5 separate regions of the Mus musculus genome follow, and all the other regions are linked to region 1. Evidence: chromatin contacts called from public HiChIP or PLAC-seq and promoter capture Hi-C data. All regions are on one chromosome and are shown on one strand. Each heading gives the region's core, a stretch centred on a gene start, on an enhancer-like site or on the middle of the called end of the contact. The rest is flanking DNA. Distances are from core to core; before and after follow the strand shown.

Region 1 (2,621 bases), core at 88-2,587:
GGATTTCTGAGTTTGAGGCTAGCCTGGTCTACATAGTGAGTTCCAGGACAGCCAGGGCTACACAGAAATCCCGTCTCGAAAAAAATTAATAATAATAATAAAATAATAGCAATGATAATGATAATACCAACTTAAAAAAACAATTTCCTATGAACAAGTACTGTTTTCTCAATCTGATTTAATTAAGAAAAAAAAAAAGGCAGGGCTGGTGAGATGACTCAGCGGTTAAGATTGCCGACTGCTCTTCCAAAGGTCCTGAGTTCAAATCCCAGCAACCACATGGTGGCTCACAACCATCTGTAACAAAATCTGATGTGCTCTTCTGGAGTGTCTGAAGACAGCTACAGTGTACTTACATATAATAAATAAATAAATAAATAAATAAATAAATAAATAAGAAAAAAGGGATTAAAGTGGAGGCTGGATGGCTCTGAGGGTCAAAGTGCTTGCTGGGGAAGCCTGCTGACCTGAGTTCAGTTCCCAGAACCCACTGTGGGAGAGAACTGACTCCCCCAAGTTATTCTCTGACCTCCACACATACTGCATAACACTCATGTGCCTGCTCATGCGCACAAGTGCCCATGCCATATGCTCATATGCAAATAATAGTTAATAAATAATAATAAATGAAAATAAAAATTTAGATCCAAGAAGGCTGGTATGGTGGTGCATATAACCTATATAACCCTATATAACCCTAGCATGAGGCCAAGGCAAGAGGCTAGCCTGGGCTACATAGAGTTCCAGGCTAGCCTATGAACAAATGGAGACCATATCTGATTTGAGAGAGAGGGAGGGAGGGAGGGAGGGAGGGAAGAGGAGGAGAGAGAGAGAGTATCCCAAAGAATGTTTCATGCCTTAACAACCTTGAGACAAACTCCACGACTCGTCCAGACTCAGTCTCAGCTCTGGCCTTGAGCTTCCCACAGTTGAGAGGAAGGGTGGGATAGTTTCAGGGCAGAGGACCCGGGCTTCTCTGAGCCTCCACACAGAGACTGCAAGGCCAGCCTGGTAAACAGGCAGTAGCTGAGCATTTTCAGCTAAGGATGGAGAAGCCCAAGTCTCCTGGGAGACCTCGGCCCAGAACGTCAGCACCACTCACAAGGGCCCAGGCACCTTGCAAAGGCGGGCTCCTTGTCCCTTGGGCCCCCAGCCACTCCCCATGGTTTTTCGAATCAGACTTACCGTGCCCAACAGAGCATGGGGCAGCTGCCTCAGGGCCCAGAAGCAAACGACTCTGCCTCAGTGACAGGGCCCCAGTCCACACTGCCAGACACTTGTGGTCCCAATCTGCCCGCCAACCCCCAACGGCAGGGTGTGGAAGAAGGAAGCGAGAATGAGGTTACTCAGGCTGGTCACGTGACGCGCCCACACCCCCTTGTTTGTGACAGCTTTGGTGACAAGTCTGATTAAAGCTGGGTGGGCAGTGTGATGGCGGTTTGTTGGGACTGATAACAATCTTGAAAGTTCAAGGAAGGTATGGGGGGTGCTTACTGTGAGGGGACCTCTACATGAGACCTCAGAGAAGAGTCACAGCCTTGTTCTATGGGCAACTGGAGAGAGGCAACCAGAGAGAACCCCTGCCATGGAGGCAAAGGCCAGACAGAAGGGAGGGAGGGTCTCAATGGAGATGGAGAATGGGAGGCAGAGGGGCAGGAACTGCAAATCACCCACCTTTTTGGAGCTTATGCATAGAGTGTTTTTTGTGTGTGTGCATGCTGGTGTGTGCACACGTGTGTGCTTGTGTGCACATGTGTGTATGTATGTGTGTATGTGCATGCATTTGTACATGTGTATGCTCATGTGTGTATGTGCATGCATTTGTACATGTGCATGCTCATGTGTGCATGTGTGTATACATGTGTATATGCACATTTGTGTACGTGTGTGCATGCATGTACACGTGTGTTTGTACATGTGCTTGTGTGTGAGTCACATGCATTCTTGTGCATACTCCCCAACCTCTCCACGTCTCCACAGCTCAGCTTGGCCTCAGGATCCTCCTTTCTCTGGGGCTACGAGGCTTTTCCTCTCACAGGGTTCTACATAACTGGGTGTAGTGGCTCTCACTTTTAATCTTAGTGGTGGGGATGCCAAAGCAGGAAGAGTACTGTGGGTCTGAGGCTAGCCTGGGCTAAAGTTACTCGCCAGGCAGTGGTGGCTCGAACCTTTAATCCCAGCACTTGGGAGGCAGAGGCAGGCAGATTTCTAAGTTTGAGGCCAGCCTGATCTCAGAGTGAGTTCCAGGACAGCCAAGGCTACACAGAGAAACCCTGTCTCAAAAAACCAAAAAACCAAACCAAACCAAACCAACAAAAAAGTAAGACCCTGTCTTAACTGCTCCATGAAAAATCCAACAGTCAAGGACTCGCCAGACAGGGAGGGTCATTCCCCAATGGATTTCTCCCTTATCTGTTCCTTTGCCCAACAGATTTCCTTTGCCTGTATCTCAGGTTGATCAGCAGCCTTGGTCTCATACAATCCCCCTTGTCCATGGGATGGTGAGGCCAGCCAGTAAACAGGCTGGTAGACCATGACCACATACCCTCCAGTAAAAGCGACACTCCAGGGTGAGCTACGGGGTCAGGCAGGAGATGAGGTGAGATAGATGAGGTAAAGAC
Region 2 (2,621 bases), core at 84-2,583, 720 kb before region 1:
TACTCAGAAATGGCTGTGATAGGCAGACCAGTAGCCAGAGGAACTGGGTTTGCAAGGGGTTCCTGGTAGGAATCACAGGAGACAGAGTTGCTGGGGAGTGGGAGGGGTTTATAGGAACTGCAAAGCAGCAGCTCCGAGAAAACGACCCTCCCACTCCCCTCCACCCTACCCCCACAGCAAGCTTGTGCAATTATGAGGAAGGCAGCACCCCAGGTGACAGGACCCTCCCACCTCCCAGCAAACTGCTCTTCAAGACACCACACTCCCACTCAACAAGCAGCTAGAGGTCCCAGGCTGACAATCATCCCGGGCCAGCTGGCTCCTTGGCTCTGTGAGACCTGGCTCTGGCTGCTCCTGGGAGTAGCTATTCAGGTGAGAAGCCACACCTGTTCCTTGATGCCCCCCCCCCCCCCAGCCTGTGTACTTAGACCTGGGAGCAGGGGCGCTCCACCCTAGCCACTCCAAACCACAGCTCCTTCACAAGCTAGAAAACCACTCGCTTCCAAGGCAGACACTCTGACACACCCACACATACACATACCACACATGTGCACACACACAAACACACACATGCACACACACATACATGTACACATGCACACATACATATGCACATAGACACATGTATGCACACGTGCATACTCATACATGCACACATACACATGTACACATGAACACTTACACACATGTACTCACACATATAGTGTATATACACACATACAAGCACACACCCACATGTACACCAACACACGTGTATATACATACATGTACACACAGTACACAGTGAGTGTACATGCACTCACACATGCATTCACACACATGTGGACATACATACATGTACACACACATAAACACACACATACAAACATTGATGGGAGGAGATTATGATGTGAGCAGCTTGTAGCCTTGCAGGAGCAGCTGAGAGACCCCAGCTCCAGGCCCTGCTGCCTGCTGGTCATGTGGCTTTGAGCACTTGGCTTCACCTCTCCAGACAGTAGCAACTACTAAAATGATTGTGTATATACTATTATATTCCACACACTGCCCACAACAGGCATTCCAGTCAGTGGGGCATGACAACCTGGGTGAGGTCCCAAAGGTGTCACTCGGTGCCCCATTCAGGAACAGGACACAAGCCTCCACTGTAGGAGACAACACTGCTCTCCAGCCTGGGTTCTGAGGGCCCTGAAGCTAACCAGGGCCTTGTTTTTGGGGTGTGAATGTGGCCTATGCAGGTGATGGGGCTCCTGAAGTTCCCAGTGGGCAGTGGAGGCTTCTGTCCCTCTCATGGGGAAGCACAGGCTCCGGTCACCAGGTTTCACTTCTCCCTATTACTAATGTCCCCAGGGCCCTGTGCCTGGGCCCACGGGGATGGATGTGGTCCAATCTAGGCCCGTGCCTGTCCCCACCCTGGGCCTCCAGCACAGAGCTGGTTCTCTGAAGTTGTTTTTAACTCCTCCGCCCAGAAGAGCCGGTGGCATTTTCAAGTCTTCCTCCGGCTCCCTATTTATAGACTGTGACAGAGCATCGCGTCGGTGCACTGTTTCCATTGATAATTAGGGAGCCCACATGGGGCCCAGCCTGGGGGGGGATGAGGCCGTGGCTTCAGGGACCGAGGATCCCTAAAGGGAAGGACTCAGCCCGGCCACACGTGCACAGGAATGCCACAGCAGAGGTGCTAAGGGGGTCTCTCCTGACTGTGGGGGTCTGGCTTCCAGTGGTTGGGACACACCCCAATTCCAGCGTGGGTGTTTACATGACACTGATACTGTCAGGTCATAGGTCACACCCACACAGGGCTCTGGCAGGCCTGGCTAATCAACGGGAGACCCAGAGGAGAGAGGTTCCTAACCCCCTTGGGTGGGGACGACGATGACCACAACACAGTTGTCTTTACCAGCTTGACACAAACTATAGCCACCAGGGAAAAGGGAACCTCAATTGAGAAACCACTTCCATAAGACCCAGCTGTAAGGCATTTTCTTAATTAGTGATTGATGTGCGAAGGCCCCACTCACCATGGGTGGGGCCAGCCTATGGTGGGCGGGGCCATCCCTGGGCTGGTAGTCCTGGGTTCTATAAGAAAGCAAGCTGAGCAAGCCAGGGGAAGCAAGCCAGTAAGCAGCACCCCTCCACAGCCTCTGCACCAGCTCCTGTCTCCACGTTCCTGCCCTGTGTAAGTTCTTATCCTGACTTCCTTTGGTGATGAACAGCAACATGGAAGTGTAAGCTGAATAAACCCTTTCCTCCCCAACTTGCTTCTTGCTCATGAAGTTTTGTGGAGGAATAGAAACCCTAAGACACTCTGTAACATAAATATTGCTACAAAGTATAGCTAGGAAACCAAGATCCAGACAGGTTAATTCGCCTGCCCAAGGCCACACAGCAGCAAGCAGCAGAACTGCAGTAAACTCTACCCCAAAATGTCCGGCTGTGAAGACGAGGAGTGGACGCTGTGGGTGTCCTGGAGCGCATGCGATGGTATCTGAGCCAGGAAACACTTAGCAGGTGAGGTAAGCTGAGGCTAGCACTTCGCAGGGCCCCACCTGAGGTCATTTTATAGAGGCCAGAGCAGGCTGTGCAGGGGGTACGGGGACAGCTTCTCACAGTGCCCTGATTCC
Region 3 (2,621 bases), core at 48-2,547, 680 kb before region 1:
TGTGTGTCTATGTATATCTGTGTATGTGTGAGTGTGTGTGCATGAGAGTGTATATGAGTGTCTATGTATATGTGCGAATGTGAATGTGTGCATGTGTCTATATGTAGGAGTGTGTGTATGTGTGTCTGTATGTCTGTGTATGTGTGAGTGTGTGTGCAATGTGAGTATGTATGAGTGTCTGTGTGCATGTGAGAGTATGTTTGTATGTAAGTTTATGTACGAGTGTGTGTTGTGTGTATGAGTGTGTTTGAGTGTGTCTCTGTATCTGTGTATGTGTGTGCATGTGTGTATGAGTTTGTATATATATGAATGTGAGTGTGTGTATGTGTCTGTGTGATGAGTGTAAGTGTGTGAGTGTCTGTGTGTGTCTTTCTGTATGCCTGTCTATGTCTATCTGTGTCTGTATGTGTGAATGTGAGTATGAGTGTGTGTGTGTGTGTGTGTGTGTGTGTGTGTGTGTGTATTCTGAGTGTCTGAGAATCTGTGTCTGTATGTGCATGTCTTTGTGTGTGTGTGCACACAATCATGTGAAGGCCTGAGTTGACAATCAGGTGTCTTCCTCTACACACTCTCTCTCATCTTCTGGGACAGGGTCTCTCACTGAACCTGGAGCTCACTGATTGAACATCCATCAAGCCTCGGAGTGCACCTCTCCCTGGGTCTGAGTTGGATTAGACATCCACCACTGCACCCCACATTTACAGCATCCCATCTCCACAACAGCCATCTTTTCTCTCAGACAAGGTCTTACTATGTGGCCCATGCTGCTTCTGCCTCCAATCTCTCAGTGCAATGGCAGATGCTCACCACTGCACCTTCCTCCTGTTAGAGCTTCTCATCAAGACACCAGACACCAAGCACCCGAGTCAGTAACCCGAAGCTGGCTGGCACCACAGCATCTGGTCAGACGCCACACTGGGTGACCTGGTCTCTGGGCACTGAGGCTCTGCTCCGTGACTCACAAGCTCTCTTCCCCAGTCTTCGGGTAGAGGAAGAACACTACCTAACTCTCTAAAAATGGCCTCCTCACCCCATGTGAGTCCCAGCTTGCACCCTGCCCCGCACACTGCACTGGGGAGAAGCAGGCCTATCATTATGAACAGCAAGATGGCTGCCCTGGGGTGTGGTCCTTCAGAGGGAAGGGTCTGATGAAGCCAGACATGAAGCCAGTGCTGGGGAACAGGATCCCTTGAGCACACAGAGAAAGAACCTCTTTATGCCCTTTTATGGTGGGGAACTCGACTTCAGGGCAGCTAGGTCTGTTGTGCAAGCATGGAGCCCAGCGGGCTCTGAGGAAGCCTGGGTCAGGCTTTGGGGTCAGTGGGCCTCGACACTGAGACACAGCAGCTCAATGGCTGCTGCAGGCTGGCACAGCCTGCTCTAAACTTAGAACAGCCAACAAGGCTGGGAAGAGGGGTCCCCGGGGGTGCTGCTCCTTAGCAGCATGCTTGGCAGGGTGCCACGGCCGTTCAAGGCCAGCCTGGGCAGCAGCTCCCAGCAGCCTGTGCGGTTTCCTGTCCACCTGTGTGGACCTGAACAACAGGAAAGGCGGCAGCAGGATTGCCACCCCCCACCGGCTTTTCTTCCATTCTGCAGAGACAGAGACCCCTGAGGGGCCCCGGATATCCCAGTAAGCATGAGCCACGAACCTGCCATGTGCGTAGCCCTGTGTGAGAAGTGGAGGAAACACAACAAAACAAGTCTCAGCCAGCTTCAGAAATGTATTCAGTTCAGCTACTCACTCAGTACAGTGTGCACGTAGCGAGCACCTCTGTGCACTGAGCCCAGTTCATTCACTGTAAACAAACCAACAAGACCTCTATTCTCAAAAGAAAAAAAAAAAAAAAACCCTCACTTTGTCATTGGCTCACTATTAACAAGCACATACTGTGTGCAGGAGCTTGTACTAAAAAACAGAGGAAATGAACAAGGGATCCTGATCACTCGTCAGTCGTTCATTTTCTCATTCAGGTCTATAAGCAGTTATTGAGCACTTTCTGTATACCCAGCACTTCGCCAAGCACGGTGAACAGAGTCATGGTGCAGCCGGTACTTGAACATTCACCCTGAGTCACGGGCGGGCTCCTGGATGCCCACTGTGTGATGACACAGGTCTGGGGTACAGTCACCACCTCAGCTGCATCCTTCCATGCACCAACCGCAACCAGCCTACTATGTGCATAGGAGAGAAGGCCCGTTGTGACCTTCCTTCCCCTCTGATAGGTTCACTCCACCAAAGCATCTACTATGCGCCAGGCCCTGAGAAGCTAGTGAATGAAGTTCATATCCATGGGGCCGGATGACATAGGATGCGTGCTCACTTCACCAGTCAGGCCTGAGTGCTCTGTCAGGACAGCAAGAACCTCTCAGTTATTCAAAAGCTCCGTGAGATTTGGGTGACTGTGAAGCAGGTCACACGCACCCTGATCTGGCAGGGGACACAGGGACCATGAAGGGATCTCTTGGTACCCATGATCATATCTTAAGAGATCAAGATGAGAGAATCCACCAGAACTCAGGGACAGCCAAGCTTGGGGAAAGATGTTTCCAATAGTGTGGAGGCACAGGGAAGCAGACAGCAGGCAGGCAGGTCCTTCAGCACCCACACCGTCCCAGGCTGA
Region 4 (2,621 bases), core at 42-2,541, 550 kb before region 1:
CAGCCCAAGAACACAGCACCATAAAGGCCCTGGCCCGGCCCACAGACCGGGAGATCAGGAGGGCTGTTCCTGTTCTGAGCGTTGGGATCCAGCCAGGCTCAAAGCTGTGTTCCCTGAACCTCTCAATCATGTGAGCACATCTTTTTTTTTTTTTTTTTTTAAGATAGGGTCTTATTCATTATATAGCTCAGGCTAGCCTGGGACCCACAGCCCTCCTGCCTCAGTCTCTTGGATGCTGGGAATCACTGGCTTTCTCCATCACACACATTCATTCTCCCCCCTACCCTTCGAAACAGTTTGAAGGAGTAGCCCCTGGGTTTGGCCGCGTGAACTGCACGGTAGGCGGGGCTCAGGGCTGATGATGTTCCCTGCTCCGTGCTTGTTGGGAGTGGAAGCAAAGAACAGTGCTCAGTACTGCTGGCTACGGAGACAGATGGGCTGTGAGCTCTTATAGGGCTCAGAATAGAAGACTCCGTGTATCTATCCTGAGGCTACCCCAGGGAGACTGGATAAACCCAGGAAGCCTGAAAAGGGAGCATGGCTAAAGTCCTGGGGAGCATAGCTGAAGTCCTGGGAGTGGCGCTCCCTCTTCCTTGCCCGTAGGATATGATGCTTGCCCAAGGTGCCCTTAGAATGTCGGGCTTGCCCAAGGTGCATATAGGAAGCCATTCCTCGGGCTTGCAACTCTGCAAAGAGGTGAGCTCCTCACTGACAGAGGTATGAAAGTCGATGCTCTGAGAGCAGACACTGGGCAAAGTTCTCAGTGGTCCACAGTTACCACGTGCTATTTCCTTGTAATAGCCCTACTAAGCTAATGTTTCATGCATGAGCACACAGAATACATGGCTGTCATTAAATAATATCTCTGGCTCCTGGTGCATGCTGAACCTGTATTTCTTAGCCTCCCTGTGAGTGGGACCATTGAGTTGAAAAGCAGAAATACCATTGCATCTGATACTGTGGCCCAGCAACATCCAAGATGGACGTCTGTTAGGAAGTGGGTCCATGGCAGCTTCACGGCACACAGGACATTTGCTATAAAAAAGCCATTGTTGTTTCAGGACTGTGTGTTACTGCAGCAGAACGTTATCCTGCCGGACAGAGTGCAAGGGAACTCCAGTGACCAGGACCACATAAAGCCATGATTTAACCCTAGCTCCATTTGCTATTCACACCGCTCCAAACTCAGGACGAGGCAAAAATGAAGCAATAGACAGCCAAAGGACTTTGGTTTGTGCTTCAAGCTCCTCCCTGAAGGAGGAGCCTAAGCCCCGCCTACCTCTCATGGTTACAGCCATTGGTTGAGCCGCCGTCAGCTGAGCCGCTTTGTGAACAGGAAGAGCAGGAGGACTTCCGAGGACTGGGTTGCCATAGGGGTGGAAGGTTGTTCATAGAGACATCCATTAGGTCCTGGGGCACTGTGGTGGATGATGGGTGGAAAGGGGGCTCAGCGATAACCTTGGTTAAACCCATGTGTATTATAGAAATCTCACTCCAAAGCAAGCAGCTCTCCCAAAGCTGGCCCGGGGACAGGGAGGATCGGAGTGTGACAGTCCCAAAGTGCCCAACCACAATCTGACATCGTCCCTGAGTCCACATGATCCAGTGAAAGCCACCACCAAAATTCAGAGGCTCTGGCTGCGGGGCAGAGTGGGAAGGACAGCGGAAGAGGGAAGAAGAGGAGGCGGGAGCTCAGAGTTGAGAAGACAGACCTATCCCGAGTGCAGAGAACCTCACCTCGCCATGTCCCCATTCAGTTCTGTTCACAGGAAGGTGACATTAGGGAAGGGGGACCTATTGGACACTTCCAGAGAAAGTCTGGGGGCATGAGTGTTGAGACAAAGACCCCCACAAGAGCTTGTGTGGTCAGAAGGGAGGGCGCTCATCCCAACACACAGGAAGAGTTCCAGCGCCTGGGATCTCGGCTAGGGATGATAGCAGCACTATTCACACTTCTGAACTAGACATCGCTTTCAACTGGCTCAGGTGGGGAGCTCCTAAGCCATGTGCCTGTCTAGCACCACTGATGTCTTGCAGACAAAACCATCAAATGAACTCAGCTTGTTATAGATTCTTTCTGTGCACCGTGTAGATTCCAAGGATTGGACTCGGGCTGACAGGCACAGTAGCAGACACCTCTACTTGCTGAGCCCTCTTGCTGGCCCCAAGACCTAGCTTCCTTTTGCTGTTTTCCAGTCAAGGATTTAAAACCATGCCAAGCTCGCAGGGGCTGGATTTGGCCTCTGGGCTGGGGTTTGCTGGTCCCCACTCTAGGACATTAGACAGGTGGTCATTTTCTCGCCTGCTATGACTTCTTAGGACAACTGCTCTCTCATAGGCTCTTCTGATTCCTGAGTGGGAGGGAGACACTTGTCATCAGAGCTGAGTGGCTGACTGGGTCACCACGATCCACTAGACAGTAGCGTGCTGGCTACAGAATGAGGCTCTTGAACCTGCTGACAGTGACTGGTTCCACGCTCCCTCCTCTCACAGACTCACCAATGAGCTGGCCAGAAAACACCCTGGTTCTAAGCCTGTCGCAGGGAAGTAGAGGGCAGGCAATCATGCACCAATGAGTCACAGAACCTAATGGCTGCCTTCTGTGGGGTGGGAACAGGGCT
Region 5 (2,621 bases), core at 42-2,541, 550 kb after region 1:
TATTATGCAAGGAGGCTAAACTAACCTGAGGTCTCTGCTACAGGGCTACTGCGTGAAGCAAACGAAGTTAAAGGAGGCCAAAAACTAAAGCCCCACACTTTTTTCTAGGATAGTCACCCCCCCCCCCCCAGTTCTCCTGCTTTTGAGAACTTCTCCAAACAGTCTCAATGAGGATGTTGTCAATCCTGCTTACTAGGGAAGCTAGGTATTAGAATCTGGTTTCAAACGCCCTCCATTTCACAGCCCAAATCCTTAGTGACACACAGAGACTGTAAAAATACATCGGTGAGCCCAGACTATCCTGTTGTTAACTAGTTCCCAGGTTAGCCCCAGGGGACCAGTTGGTGGTCTACCGGTGCTGCTGGCCGCCTTCTACCAATGTGTGTGTCTCTTGTTTTATACCAAATAGAGCTTGACCAAAGCCAGACACAGGCCGAGTCATCTGTCTTCAGTTTGGGACTGATCTTGTGAGTGAGTGGCAGACAAAGAAGACCTGGGTTAATAGTCCACCCGCCCCCCATCCCCACCCAAGGACAAAGAACCATTCAAGGGACAGACCCTAGAGAATCTCAAGTAAACCGAAACCATCCCATAACGCAGACAGCAACAGCTGACATCCTGGGACTCCCGAGGTGTGGTCACCTAGGGCCTCAAGGGAAGTGATTAGGTAGGTATCCAGGTGCCACTTGAGGCCAGACTCTGTGGTCAGGGTACCCCGACCTCAGACATGTCTCCTTAGAATTACTGTTACCAGTCATCTCGCTCCAGACTTGTGGGTTCAGAGACGCCCCCTCCCTCTCTTGCCTGGAACCCCACCTTACTCAAGGCACAGCCTCCCAGAGGCCAGACTTTGCTCGATTCCAAGGGTACACGCTCGCCCCTCTCCACACGCCCTCGAACCCTCGTTCGTTCCCCACCCCGAGCGTCGGTCTCGATGCCTCCGCCGCCGTCTCTTTGTCCCGACGATCTCCCACGTCCCATCGCCCATCAGCACTCCAGGCTCGCCGCCCAGCGCCACCACCGCCCGCAGGACCAGCCGCCCCTTCGCAGATCCCCACCACCACCACCCCGACCACGGCTCCTTTCATTTGAAGCCCTTCCCCCGCTCCGGACCTCGCCCGCACGCGCTACTCAGCGCCCCACCGCTCCCGCTCAGCCTCGTCGCCACCCTCGCCCGCCCCGAAGCTCCCCGACGGCGGCCACCGCCCTCACCATGAAAAGTCGGAGGACGCCGGAGTCTCCAAATCCGGACTGAGAGGCAGGAAACACCCAGCTCGCTCAATGCAGGGGGCGGAGGCGGGGCCGGGGCGGGCACTTCCGGCGTCCGTCCACACCCCACTTCCGCCCCGCAGAGGGACTCTTCTTAAAGCGTTCCCCCCCACCCCCCACCCCCGTAAGCCCTAGATGGGGGGAACTCTTTTTATCAACCGTTCCCGCCTCCCCTTGGCCGAGTCAGGCGTTTAGTCCCACTTCTGGATGTTTGTTTCTCCTTTCCGTCTGCTAAAGAAGATGACAAGAGGAAAGGAGTCCTCACCTCCTCCATGGGCAAAGAAGCAGTGCGGAACTGTTGTTTCCCGGAACTGAATAATTGCTTGCTTCCCAAGAGGTGTTCGGAGCACAACACCCGGGGCAAGATGGCGGCCGGGCTTCGGCCGCTGCCCCGGGGCTGGCGGACCTCGGGGGGATCGGGCTAAGGCGGCGGTCGCTGCGGCCCGGACCCCGAGTGCGGGGCCTCGAACGGATAAAGATCTCCGGACTGCGGGTAGCGAGTGGGGACAGGATGGGCGCTTCTCTGGGCGGCGGGGCCAGGGACGGAGGGAGGCTATCTGGGGGGCCGAGTCTTGGTTTGAGTGAAGTCGGAGGAGGGACTGGCTTGCGGGCTTCGGGGATCTCCTTGTCCCCCTTCCATTGATTTCCGTGCCGAGGCGACTGGCCTTGCCAGCCAACTGATTGTGGGCGAGACGGACTTGTTCTTGTGGTTGTTGATGTCGGTGCCTGTGAGAGGCGTCGGGCCTCCGGATCACCCCAAGTGGAATTCGAGCCCAGTGCTGTCGCTCGCTGTGTGACCTTGGGTGAATCTAGTCCCATCTCTGACCCTCAGTTTCCTCCTCTGTAAATAGAGTAATTAGATTGTTTTACGGAGATTATTTTAGAATACGTTTTAGTGTGGTTCCTGACGGCTCTTGATCAAAAGCTGGAAAAACTGGATCGTATTTTGACTTAAGCCTAGCTAGCCTCACAGGGTGCCTGGCATTCTCAACTTCTCTTTGTGGTGCCTTTCTGTGTGTGTGATTCCTGAACCTTGCCTTTTTGACTTGCCGATAAGTAATTCCTTTGGGAATTCAAAGTCAGGGACGGTGGGTGAGGACACTGGCGAGTTATGTGCCCTCTGCATTTCGTTTCCCCATCTGGATAGGCTGTAGCTGTCTAAGAGCAATAGTTTGGCTTATTAATGGTTTCTTTAAGAGCTGTTGTCTTATCTTAGGCTTTTAAAATTGGGGTGTTGTAGCCTCACAGGATAGGCTTCCAAAGGGAGGCCTAGTTAAATAGATCTACAATGTCTGTTACATGGTCTACACTTAGATGGTGGCCCTTAGGCCTGGGAAACTAGCGACTTCTAC

What was found. Promoter capture Hi-C pulls out the DNA fragments that hold promoters and counts their contacts. HiChIP or PLAC-seq counts read pairs in DNA pulled down with a chosen protein or histone mark.
Region 2: a contact with region 1 is called in a promoter capture Hi-C map of the C10 cell line, with 13 times the contacts expected there. The contact joins the enhancer-like site here to the promoter of Selplg in region 1. A contact is called at or near these places in 4 of 39 promoter capture datasets (the C10 cell line, embryonic stem cells and pre-B cells) and 1 of 115 datasets of contacts at active chromatin or transcription factors (the 230-238 cell line).
Region 3: a promoter capture Hi-C map of pre-B cells shows a contact between it and region 1, with 2.7 times the contacts expected there. The contact joins the enhancer-like site here to the promoter of Selplg in region 1. A contact is called at or near these places in 3 of 39 promoter capture datasets (the C10 cell line and pre-B cells), 1 of 15 datasets of contacts at CTCF or cohesin (pro-B cells), 1 of 484 Hi-C or Micro-C datasets (pro-B cells) and 3 of 115 datasets of contacts at active chromatin or transcription factors (the 230-238 cell line, large pre-B cells and pro-B cells).
Region 4: a contact with region 1 is called in an H3K4me3 HiChIP or PLAC-seq map of embryonic stem cells, with 14 read pairs. The contact joins the enhancer-like site here to the promoter of Selplg in region 1. A contact is called at or near these places in 4 of 39 promoter capture datasets (the C10 cell line, hippocampal neurons, liver and 1 more) and 3 of 115 datasets of contacts at active chromatin or transcription factors (embryonic stem cells and large pre-B cells).
Region 5: a contact with region 1 is called in a promoter capture Hi-C map of liver, with 2.5 times the contacts expected there. The contact joins the promoter of Kctd10 here to the promoter of Selplg in region 1. A contact is called at or near these places in 1 of 39 promoter capture datasets (liver), 1 of 484 Hi-C or Micro-C datasets (CD8 T cells) and 2 of 115 datasets of contacts at active chromatin or transcription factors (memory CD8 T cells and microglia).

Annotation. Positions count from the first base shown.
Region 1 is chr5:113,829,164-113,831,784 of GRCm38.p6, forward strand. Selplg (selectin, platelet (p-selectin) ligand) reads right to left here and starts at 1,338. Exons shown (of 2, transcript NM_009151.3): 1 at 1,186-1,338.
Region 2 is chr5:113,113,003-113,115,623 of GRCm38.p6, forward strand. All of the region lies in intron 6 of 2900026A02Rik (RIKEN cDNA 2900026A02 gene), which reads right to left. Among named protein-coding and RNA genes, the nearest start is that of 4833439F03Rik, 23 kb to the right of the region's middle. Within about 2 kb of position 1,334, at least 121 of the 459 cell types and tissues checked have an H3K27ac peak or open chromatin away from gene starts, as enhancers often do. A contact at or near this core is called in the 230-238 cell line and pre-B cells, where this site is marked.
Region 3 is chr5:113,150,179-113,152,799 of GRCm38.p6, forward strand. All of the region lies in intron 6 of 2900026A02Rik (RIKEN cDNA 2900026A02 gene), which reads right to left. All of the region lies in intron 2 of Gm42161 (a long non-coding RNA gene), which reads left to right. Among named protein-coding and RNA genes, the nearest start is that of Gm42161, 6.2 kb to the left of the region's middle. RefSeq lists an enhancer at 1,774-2,621. Within about 2 kb of position 1,298, at least 87 of the 459 cell types and tissues checked have an H3K27ac peak or open chromatin away from gene starts, as enhancers often do. A contact at or near this core is called in the 230-238 cell line, pre-B cells and pro-B cells, where this site is marked.
Region 4 is chr5:113,274,755-113,277,375 of GRCm38.p6, forward strand. Sgsm1 (small G protein signaling modulator 1) reads right to left here. Exons shown (of 25, transcript NM_172718.3): 13 at 1,280-1,418. Among named protein-coding and RNA genes, the nearest start is that of Sgsm1, 35 kb to the right of the region's middle. Within about 2 kb of position 1,292, at least 14 of the 459 cell types and tissues checked have an H3K27ac peak or open chromatin away from gene starts, as enhancers often do. A contact at or near this core is called in embryonic stem cells, where this site is marked.
Region 5 is chr5:114,379,214-114,381,834 of GRCm38.p6, forward strand. It overlaps Kctd10 (potassium channel tetramerisation domain containing 10), which reads right to left and starts at 1,292. Exons shown (of 7, transcript NM_026145.4): 1 at 1,213-1,292. The coding sequence starts at 1,215. Ube3b (ubiquitin protein ligase E3B) reads left to right here and starts at 1,407. Exons shown (of 28, transcript NM_054093.3): 1 at 1,407-1,762.